Regions from separate parts of the Mus musculus genome. Here region 1 is linked to region 2. A link is a contact called in public HiChIP or PLAC-seq data. All regions are on one chromosome and are shown on one strand. The core of a region is the stretch at or near the end of the contact, and the rest is flanking DNA. Distances in the headings are between cores, read along the strand shown.

Evidence for each region. HiChIP or PLAC-seq counts read pairs in DNA pulled down with a chosen protein or histone mark.
Region 1: a contact with region 2 is called in an H3K27ac HiChIP or PLAC-seq map of the NIH/3T3 cell line, with 4 times the contacts expected there. The contact joins two enhancer-like sites. A contact is called at or near these places in 9 of 39 promoter capture datasets (the 3T3-L1 cell line, 3T3-L1-derived adipocytes, the HPC-7 cell line and 6 more), 1 of 15 datasets of contacts at CTCF or cohesin (the NIH/3T3 cell line), 3 of 484 Hi-C or Micro-C datasets (embryonic fibroblasts, reprogramming fibroblasts and uterus) and 1 of 115 datasets of contacts at active chromatin or transcription factors (the NIH/3T3 cell line).

Annotation. Positions count from the first base shown.
Region 1 is chr2:131,804,923-131,809,758 of GRCm38.p6, forward strand. No RefSeq gene overlaps it. Among named protein-coding and RNA genes, the nearest start is that of 5330413P13Rik, 40 kb to the right of the region's middle. Within about 2 kb of position 2,134, at least 34 of the 459 cell types and tissues checked have an H3K27ac peak or open chromatin away from gene starts, as enhancers often do. A contact at or near this core is called in the NIH/3T3 cell line, where this site is marked.
Region 2 is chr2:131,708,816-131,713,641 of GRCm38.p6, forward strand. No RefSeq gene overlaps it. Among named protein-coding and RNA genes, the nearest start is that of Gm30986, 29 kb to the right of the region's middle. Within about 2 kb of position 3,311, at least 15 of the 459 cell types and tissues checked have an H3K27ac peak or open chromatin away from gene starts, as enhancers often do. A contact at or near this core is called in the NIH/3T3 cell line, where this site is marked.

The sequences.
Region 1 (4,836 bases), core at 884-3,383, 95 kb after region 2:
TGGGCTGGGACCCTTCAGCTGCTCACCCAACACCAGCATAGGATAAAATGTAGTCCAGTGCCTCCCATTTCATCTGCCCCAGCGAAGTTCCCACACCCCAGCAGTGAGAGAGAAACATGGAACCTCACACATGTAATGTATATACACGGATGCCAGCAGAAACTTCTTATGCATAAAATAACTAAATCTTTTTTTAATTGTAAGGCAATAAATTAGAATAGAGTGTGTGACACGTGTATATAATCTCTGCATTTGGGAAGAGTAGGCTTTTGAGATCCTATTAAAAAATAAAATAAATAAAACAGGAGAAAGGAAATTCTTAAACTAGTAACAGCAGTTTATACACATTAAAAAAATTGAAAGTCCTGGGGACAAATGGACACCCCAAGAATGAGTAAGAAAACAGACACAAGTCCACAGGCAGGTGGATGGCATGGGGAAACCAGAGAAGAACTAGAGTCAAGTTCCAGAAGAAGAAAGCCTTTCCTGGGGAAGAGAGTGACAGTCCTAGAGGAGGTAACAAGGCCACCTGCAGAGGGCTTCTGGTTACTGAAAAGGCACACCCAGCAGGGCAGACCTCCTAACAGTGCAACTCCCTGTGAGCCTGTGGCAGCCATTTTCATTCTAACAACCACAGAAGACAGGATTGCTGATAAGCGATGGGCACTTGAGTGATGTTCTAAGCCCTTCATGGTTGCCTCCCTGCTCTGCCCTCTATGTGCCCACTCTGCTGTGGCCCCAACACTCTCTCCCACTCAGTGGAAAAGGTGACCCCTGAGAAAGAGTGAACAGAGCAGTTCCACCGGAACCTGGGGTGGGGGGGACTCCAAGATGCCCTTCCAAACCTTTGCAAACCTGGGAGGTGAAAGGAGACTTGTGTGAGCCCTCCAGGGAGAGCAGTGAGAACTGAGTCTGTGATTCAGGAAGAAGAGGGGTTTGCTGGAAACCATCGAGTTAACAAAGCCAGGAACACTGCAGAGCCCTGTCCAGAAACCCATACTTACCTCTGAGGAGAGAAGACGGAGTAACTTCAGGCCTTCTCTTGTCTGTGCCGTCAGCAGAGAACCTGCATATACACAACAACAAAAGCAGGAGGAAAAACATCTTTAAAGAAGGACTCAAATTACAGGTTAAAATAGAAACTTAAATTATATGGTGCTTCCAAGAAACAAACGCCAAACAAAATGGTATCGGCCGGTTAAAAATAAATGCTTTTACCGGGCGTGGTGGCGCACGCCTTTAATCCCAGCACTTGGGAGGCAGAGACAGGCGGATTTCTGAGTTCGAGGCCAGCCTGGTCTACAAAGTGAGTTCCAGGACAGCCAAGACCATACAGAGAAACCCTGTCTCGAAAAACCAAAAACCAAACAAACAAACAAACAAGCAAAAAAAAATAAATAAATAAAAAATAAAAAAAAAAAAATAAATGCTTTTTAAAAAAAGGAGAACTGAGATTTATCAGGCCAATAAAGAAGAGCCAAGATAACAAGATACGTTTCAGATTGCACAGAATTCAAGGCATTGCATGGAACAAAGATCTTTCTGCAATGAAGTATAATCGGTTACACCCAATGTAGGTGTAACCGATCTCAAGAGTCCTGCTAGCCATACAACCTGCTCAATCTCCAGGGAGAGAAGCCCACGGATCACTGCGGTTCCTTTGAAAGGATGGTTCGCTCTGGAGTCACTGAAGGTGACAGGCAATGTTCTAAGTAAACCTCACAGGCTTAGCAAAGCACAGACTCAAGTCGGATATGTGAGAAAAGCAGCCTCTGATTGGTGGAAATGAAAGACAGAGTGGAGACCATGAGATCAGCGGCTGGTCCCACTCCTGCAACACGATGGCTCCCTGGTCCTTGCTTTGGTTCATACATTCCCCCAAAAGCTCATGGGCTGTAAACGTAACACCAAGTGCATGTGCCTGTGGTACACAGAGGTGAGGTCTCTGGGAGGGAATCAGGGTTAGACAAGGTCCTGAAATGACCTCTGGGGTAGGGTCAGTGGTTTGGTAAAAAGGAGGTCGGAGTCAGTACAGGTGACCTGAGTTGCCACATGACACTCTCAGCTATGTTATGATACAGAAACGAATCCCTTACCAGATGCTGACTCATGCAAGGCTGTGGTATTCTGTTACAGCCACAGAGAATGGATTAAGTCAATGCGGAGAGGAGAAATATCTGCAAGTGCCTGAGGGAGTAACTGACCTTGGACCTGGAGTGGTGATAAAGAACTGGAATTTCTGACACGTGTGTACATCCGCATCTGTGTGTTTAAAGCCGTCCATCCTTCTTTGCTGCTCTGAGCATCTCCCACTCTGGTCAGGCCCAGCAAGCCCGGCTTGTCTTAACTGCTTTTCTCTCACGGGCATGCTGGCTTCAATTTCTCCTGGACACAAACAAACCAAAGCCCGGTATCCCAGTGCCCTGGAGGGCTGGAATAGAAAGCTGGGGTCTGGCTCTCAGCAGTTGCAGGAGCTTGACCTAGGGCCCACGGCAGAGCTGAGGGTCAATAAACTCGGATGGAAAAACAGTGCAGGTGTTGACACACTGCTTTCCAGCTGACATGGCAGCTGCCATTGACATTCGGAATTTATTTTTCAGCCGTGTCGTTACCTGGCTGCTGGATTTGGCTACATGGCCCCTTCAAAGAGACGCAAGGCTATCTCTCCTTCGCCCGATTTGGCTTTTGTAAAGCACTTTGGTAAGTGGGATTGGATGGGCTCACTTTCCTCTGTCATTCCGAGTACTTTATTCTTTAGATATGAGATTACCGAGCAGTCTGCATAGGATTCACCCGATTGCCGGGCTGGAGAGGTGGCTCAACAGTTAAGAGCACTGGCTGCCCTTCCAGAGGTCCTGAGTTCAATTTCCAGCAACCACATTGTGACTCACAAGGGATCTGATGCCCTCTTCTGGCATGCAGGTGTACAGGCAGCAGAGCAATCACACACATAAAATAAATCATCGTCATCGTCATCATCATCATCCCCAGATTGCAGCGTGAAGCCAAGGTCCAAACAATACTAGGACGACTCTCGGGCACAGAGGTTCCATTCTTCCCGCTGCCCCTCAGCCCCTCTGAGAAAGCGCAGAGCCAGAGCTGAGCAGAGAGTGCCCCAGGCCTCTGCCCCACTCTCAGTGGGAGGGACGCAATCGTAACCAAGCTGCAGTTCTGGAACATTTGCAGACAGTCTTCTATGCTGCCCCTCTCTTGCCTTTTCTGTCCATCTTCCACTTAAATCCAATTGGATTTGAGTCCGTCCACACTCTTATTTTCATTTACAAACATATTTTAAACATATATTCATTTACAGATGCAAATCTGAGACTCTCGGGGTTTATTCTGTGTATACAGGAAGCATCATAAATAAGTGGAAAAAAAATAAGTGTTTTCTGAGATTATAACATATTCATTAGTTACAAGTGCAACCTATTTGCAAAAATCTGGAGCAAAGCACATGCAGTTTGAACTTTTTTTCTTCTTAATGTTGTATTGTATTTTCCTATATTGTTAAATTGTATTTAAAATCATTTCTGACTGCGTGTATGTCAAATAAGGTTGCAGTAAAATATATCCTCTCCCTGCTGGACATTAACTCTTCTGTGGGCTTGTGGGGGCTGGGGATATGGCTTTAGTGGTATAGCATTTACCCAGCATGCTCTGGGTTTCAGCATAGCAATAAAAAAATAAATAAAACCTGCTGTGGCAAACCTCGCCACACATATCTCTCTGAAAAAATTGACTTATGCTTTTCAAATCAACCCCTAAAAAGCACAAGTAACGGGTGACAAGCATGGTTGTTCTCCACCGTTCATTTGCTTACTAGGAGGATAGGTGACATGGACTCCAGACCCCCGACAGGAAACGAAAGGGCCTCTCATGCTTCCTCGCAAGCAACAGAACTGACGGCTTAAAGGGAAACTTGGGAAGAAGTACCCAATCCATCCTGATTTCCTGGGCCCCTTCTCACATCCCCTTCACAGCAATGCACGCCCCACCCTCATCTGAGAAGCCTCTGTTTGCACTAGATGGTAATTAACATACTGAGCACAGCTGGCCAGGCTACCGAGAATAAGAGACTACAGAAGGCTCAGCCCTAAAGGGAACATAAGCCACCACCCCACACCGGACATGGCTCAGGATCATTGCAGAAGAGAGACCAAAAGAGTCTAAGAGCCAGAAGCGGTGGGTGACCGCAAGGAAACAATGTCTTCAGACACAGTGGGGCAGCTGCATGTAGGAAGTCAAAATAGCTGCAACAGCATGCAAAAGACCTGTGTGGGCCCACGCCAGACCGAATCCCAGCATGGAGAGGAGAATACAATCCCACCCCTAGATGTGGAGATGTGGGTAATTATGAGCTATTGGGAAAGGAGACAGTTTTTTAAGAGTGTGGCCCCTGCCACATTGAGCACTCTGCAGTGGAAGACTATTTGGGGAGCATAAGCTGATCCTGACGGATTTAAAAGAAAATAGGAGACAAAGTTGGGTAACTAGGGATGGGAGGGGTGGATCTGGGAGGAGTTGGGGGAGGGGTTGCACACCATCAAACATGTTGTATGAAGATCTCAAAGAACTAAAAGGAAAAAAAAGAAAGCTTTGCTAATTTTAAAGACAAAATTGTCTCCAATTTTATTTACATTTCACAAAGAGTGGCGTTGCTTGGCTTTTTAACTGTTTATTAATTGTTGTGTATTCCTTGTTCATAACCCCTACATCACTATATTCGCTACTATGTGTTATATACTAAACCATTCACATTTCATCAGCTCAGGGCTGGTGGAGGACTGTAACTCCGGGCAGAGCAATGGTTCTTCAGCCTTGAAAACATCAAAT
Region 2 (4,826 bases), core at 2,061-4,560:
AGTATGTGAACCTAACAACATAACAACAGCATATACCAGATGGTAAGGTGATTATTGATATAGAAGTTTGAGATCTATCATATCATTACTATTTTATTATTGTCTTTTTCTGTTTCTGTCTTCTTGTTATTTCATTTATGGTTTTAATTAAACATTTTCTCTCTTTTCTCAGACTATCAGGAATTCTTTTTCTAAAAAAAAAGTTTTTCAGTGATTGTCCTAGTATTTTAACATAGATTTACAACTAAGTCAAATTCTATACACAAACACTATCTGTGATGTATTTTATACCTTAAAAATAGGTCTGTCATCTCCCCATCCTTATTAAATAGTATACTGTTAAAATTGATGACATATTGGAATCAAGTCAGTGGAACAAGAAACTTCTTAAAGAATGACCTGAGTTTTAGATTTTGAAAGGCTCACTTGAGCAAGCAGACCCCAATAGTTTAGTTGGGAGATCATTAGAATAAAATGCCTCACTTGGGCACTGTCTTAGTTTGGATTGCTGTGAAGAGACACCATGACCAAGGCAACTTTTATAAAGGCAAACATTTCATTGGAGCTGGTTTACAGTTTCAGAGGTTCAGTCCATTATCATCATGGTGGGAAGCATGACAACATGCAGGCAGACATAGTGCTGGAGAAGGAGCTGAGAGTTCTACATCTTGATCTGAAGGCAGTCAGAAGACTTTCTTAAACGGGCAACCAGAAAGAGGTTCTCTTCAGCTCTGGGTGGGGCTTGAGTACTAAGAGACCTCAAAGCTCACCTACACAGTGATGTACTTCCTCCAAAAAGCCCACACCTATTTCAATAAGGTCACACTTAGTAGTGTCACTTTCCGTGGGCCACTCATATTCAAACCACCACATTACACTCCCTGGCTCCCATAGGCTTTTCAAACATATGAGCCTATGGAGGTTATACCTAGCCATAGCTTAATGCAAAATACATTTAGTCCAACTTCAAAAATCCCTATAGTCTATCACAGTTTCAACTATGTTTAAAAGTTCAAAGTCTCTTCTGAGAGTCATGCAATTTTTAAACTATAATCCTTATAAAATCAAAATCAAAAAAGTAGATTACATACTTCCAACATCATAATATATACATTACCATTCCAAAATTCCAACTCCTTTGCTGCCTATGCTTGGCTGTCCTGGAACTTGCTCTGTAGATTGGTTTTGAACTCAGAGATCTGCATGCCTCTGTCTCCTGAGTGCTGGGATTAAAGATGTGTACCACCATGCCTGGACCCAAGGTTTTCTCTACCTTTTCACAAGATCTTTATAAGTTCTGGATTGTAGTTCATTCCAGATGTAGTCAAGTTGACAACTGAGAATAGTCATCAAATCTATCCTTCCCTTGTCAATTTGAGACATAATCATATCTTCTTATGTCCAAATAAAAACAGTAGCCAGGTCATAAGAACACATAACATGATATTAACTACCCCTCACTGAACTGAATGCATAAACAATAAGCTTAGCTAGGTGGGATCTTGCCATGAAGTTACCACTCCTTTAAATACATTTGATATCCTTGAAGTCAGGATTTGGTTCCATACTATTTCCTGGTGCCCCCTTAATAAACTTACACCATGCATTTTGTGTTTTTCCTTTCTAAGCTTGCTATGTTTGATCAAAATGCCCCTCATAAGAATGAATCACAGGATAAAGTCTAAACTAGGGTTTGTTTGCTTGCTTGCTTGCTTGCTTTTTGAGAATTTCTTTGTCAATGCAATTAATCTAAATCTTTTTATCTTAGCCTCAGGCATACTCTCCAGACAAAGGCAAAAAGAGTGACAGTCTTTGCCAAAATATCACAAGAATGATCTCTAGGCAACATACTAAAATTCTTCTCCTCTGAAACCTCTGGGCCAGGCCTTCAGAGTTCAAATCACCCTTAGCACTAATTTCTTCCATATTCCTTCTAGGCTGGCCCATTGAGCCACATTTAAAGCATTCCATTGCTTTCCAAATCCAAAGTCCCAAAAATCCACATTCCTCACAACAATACCCCAGTCCCTGGTACCAACTTCTATCATAGTTTGGGTTTTATTGCTGTGAAGAGACACCATGACCAAGGCAACTCCTATAAAGGCAAACATTTAGCTGGGGCTGGCTTACAGTTTCACAGGTTCAGTCCATTATCATCATAGCAGGAAGCATGGTGCTGAAGAAGGAGCTGAAAGTTCTACATCTTGATTCCAAGGCAGCCAGGAGGACACTCTCTTCCACACTGAGCAGAACTTGAGCTGTAGAAGATCTCAAAGCCTGCCTACACAGTGACACACTTCCTCTACAAGGCTATACCTACTCCAACAAGGCCATACCTCCTAATAATGCCAAAACAACCACAGGCACATTAAAGGAAAATATCCCCAACTGAAGATTTCTTGGCCAATACTTCTAACTCTTGAAGAAAAAGCCACACTGGTATTTATGCCTAAATATCAAACTTTTCACAAAAGATTAAGTGCCAATTTTTTATTATGACTGATTTCTACCACCAAGAGATAGAAATTCATAGAGGTTGGAGTTTTTTATTTAGCTAAGTTGCTCAATTTTGAGAACTATACAGAGATGCAAAGTACAGAAAGAAGTAAGACCTCCCCAGCAAAACAGAACCTAGAGGAAAGGAGCAGGCAGGCACAGGGTGAGGTGAGAGGGGGTAGGCATGGGGTGGAGCAAGAAAGAGAACAAGTAGAGCCCCAGTATCTACCTTCCTTTCATTGATCTCTACCTCCTTAAGGTAGTTGTCCTGGTGACATGTTACAGCCTTTAGTACAGTGGTCCTCAACCTGTAGGTCATGACCCCTTTGGGGATTGAATGACCCTTACACAGGAGTCACATAAGACCATTGGAAAGCACAAATATTTATGTTATGATTCATAACAGTAGAAAATTACAGTTATGATGTAGTATGAAAATAATTTTATGATTAGGGGTCACCACATGAGTGTTGCAACGTTAGGAGGGTTGAGAACCACTGCTTTAGCACATGAGTTTTGGGGCACACTTTAGAGCTGCCCAGTAACAGATTCCAAGTCTATTGGGAATCTTTTTGTCTCCTAGGCAGAAGGCATTTCTCTGGTTCTTTTATGCAGTCCTGGTTTCATCTGATTTTATGTTGCTAACTTATCTGTATCTCCTAAATTGTGAATTCTTTGAGAGAAGAAAATATGCCCTTTAACCTTCTGCTCCAGCAGTGAATGCTTGTAGAAAAATGCCATGGGTCACATTCCATCCAAATGCCTGCTAACAAGGTCAACTCACCCCACATTTCATGGTCATTCCAGAGGGAAGAGCCAGCCTACATTTCATTTCAACATGAGTGAGTGTTTATTGCAGAAGGTTCTAGCCCTGGCCTGTTGAACAACCCCTGAGTAGTCTATGGAATCCCATGCTTTCTTACATCTGTCCTTCATTTCTTCCTAGGAGATTGTCTCTGACACTTCCCTTCTTTCTATCACATTGATGCTTCCTTCTTGAGCCTTGGTTTGTCCAAGCTAGATTCAAAAGTGGAATCAACGTTCTTGGAATGGTGATTGATGCTCTTTTTAATCTGAGGATAATATTGGAAGTTTTAATTAAATGCCAAAACAATTATCAAGGAATTTGTTTAGAGAAGAAGTCTGGAAGTTTGTGTCAATGGAAGAAGATATTTGTGCCTTCAGTCAGATCTTAAAGATAACAAGGCTCTCCACCTGCCTACAGGAGGACCCAATGACAGACTTTAGTAGCAGTCCAAAAACCTGCCTTAGTTATATCATCCCTGGTTCCCTCTAGAGCCTCTTTAGCCTGAGACTCTTGACAGATCTGCCATGGCCTAGATAATCCAGCTGTGATGATCCGGTACTAAACACACTAAAGGTGACAGAGTTGACTCTGAAAGTGGCAAAGCCCAAGATAAAAACCATCTATGAACACAATATACTTTTCCAAATATGTTTGCATTTTTACACCACCTTTTTCAGATATTGCACTCACCACGTACTCTCCCTCATGCAAAGGTGTTGCTTGCTGCTGTGGATTAGAGATGTAATCTCATGTGAACAGTGTCCAGGCAAGTTCACAAGCTCCTGAAGTGGGTCTTTATGCTCATCCTCTTGATCAAATCCCTAGTCTCCAACAAAGCATGAGGTCCTAGTAACACACACTCCTTCAGAGGAGTGGAGTTTGGAGATGATAGGGTAGAGAAGTCTTGGGATACAGTTACTCCTAATTCAGGGGGTTAAAAAAAAAAGGAGACTGGGTATTCCCAGACAGCATGTCTCTAATAAAAGTAGAAATGATCAGTTATTTAATGTTATTAACTTTGTGGACAAATACACTTAAGAGGCTATTGGGAGCTATGAGGAAAGTTATAAGAAAGATTAAAAGTTAATAAAAATTCTGAACTAATAAAAAGAAAGGCAATTATTAACTTTGGAGAAAACCAAAAAGTAAAATAAGAAATGTCACAATAACATGCTGCAGTATGCAACTGTAAGTAATGCAATGTTTGTATAAGCTTAATGATGTGAAATCAGAACAGTACTTAATCTGAGTATAACATGCGGCTTGAAGGAAGGATGGAAAGCAGAGAGGGCAACATCAAAGTTATTTCAACTTAGCGTTAATGTGAATTCTTCCGTTAGAAGTAAAACTGAGCATCTTTCTATATTTTAAGAACCATTTACTTCATGACAAATTTTCTTCGTTTCTTCTGATCACTTTTAAAAAGACTTATTTTTATGTTTGTGTCTATGTTTTCATATGTGCACAAAGGCCAGAAGTGGGCATGAGATTTCCTGGAACCTGAGTTACACAGATGGTTGTG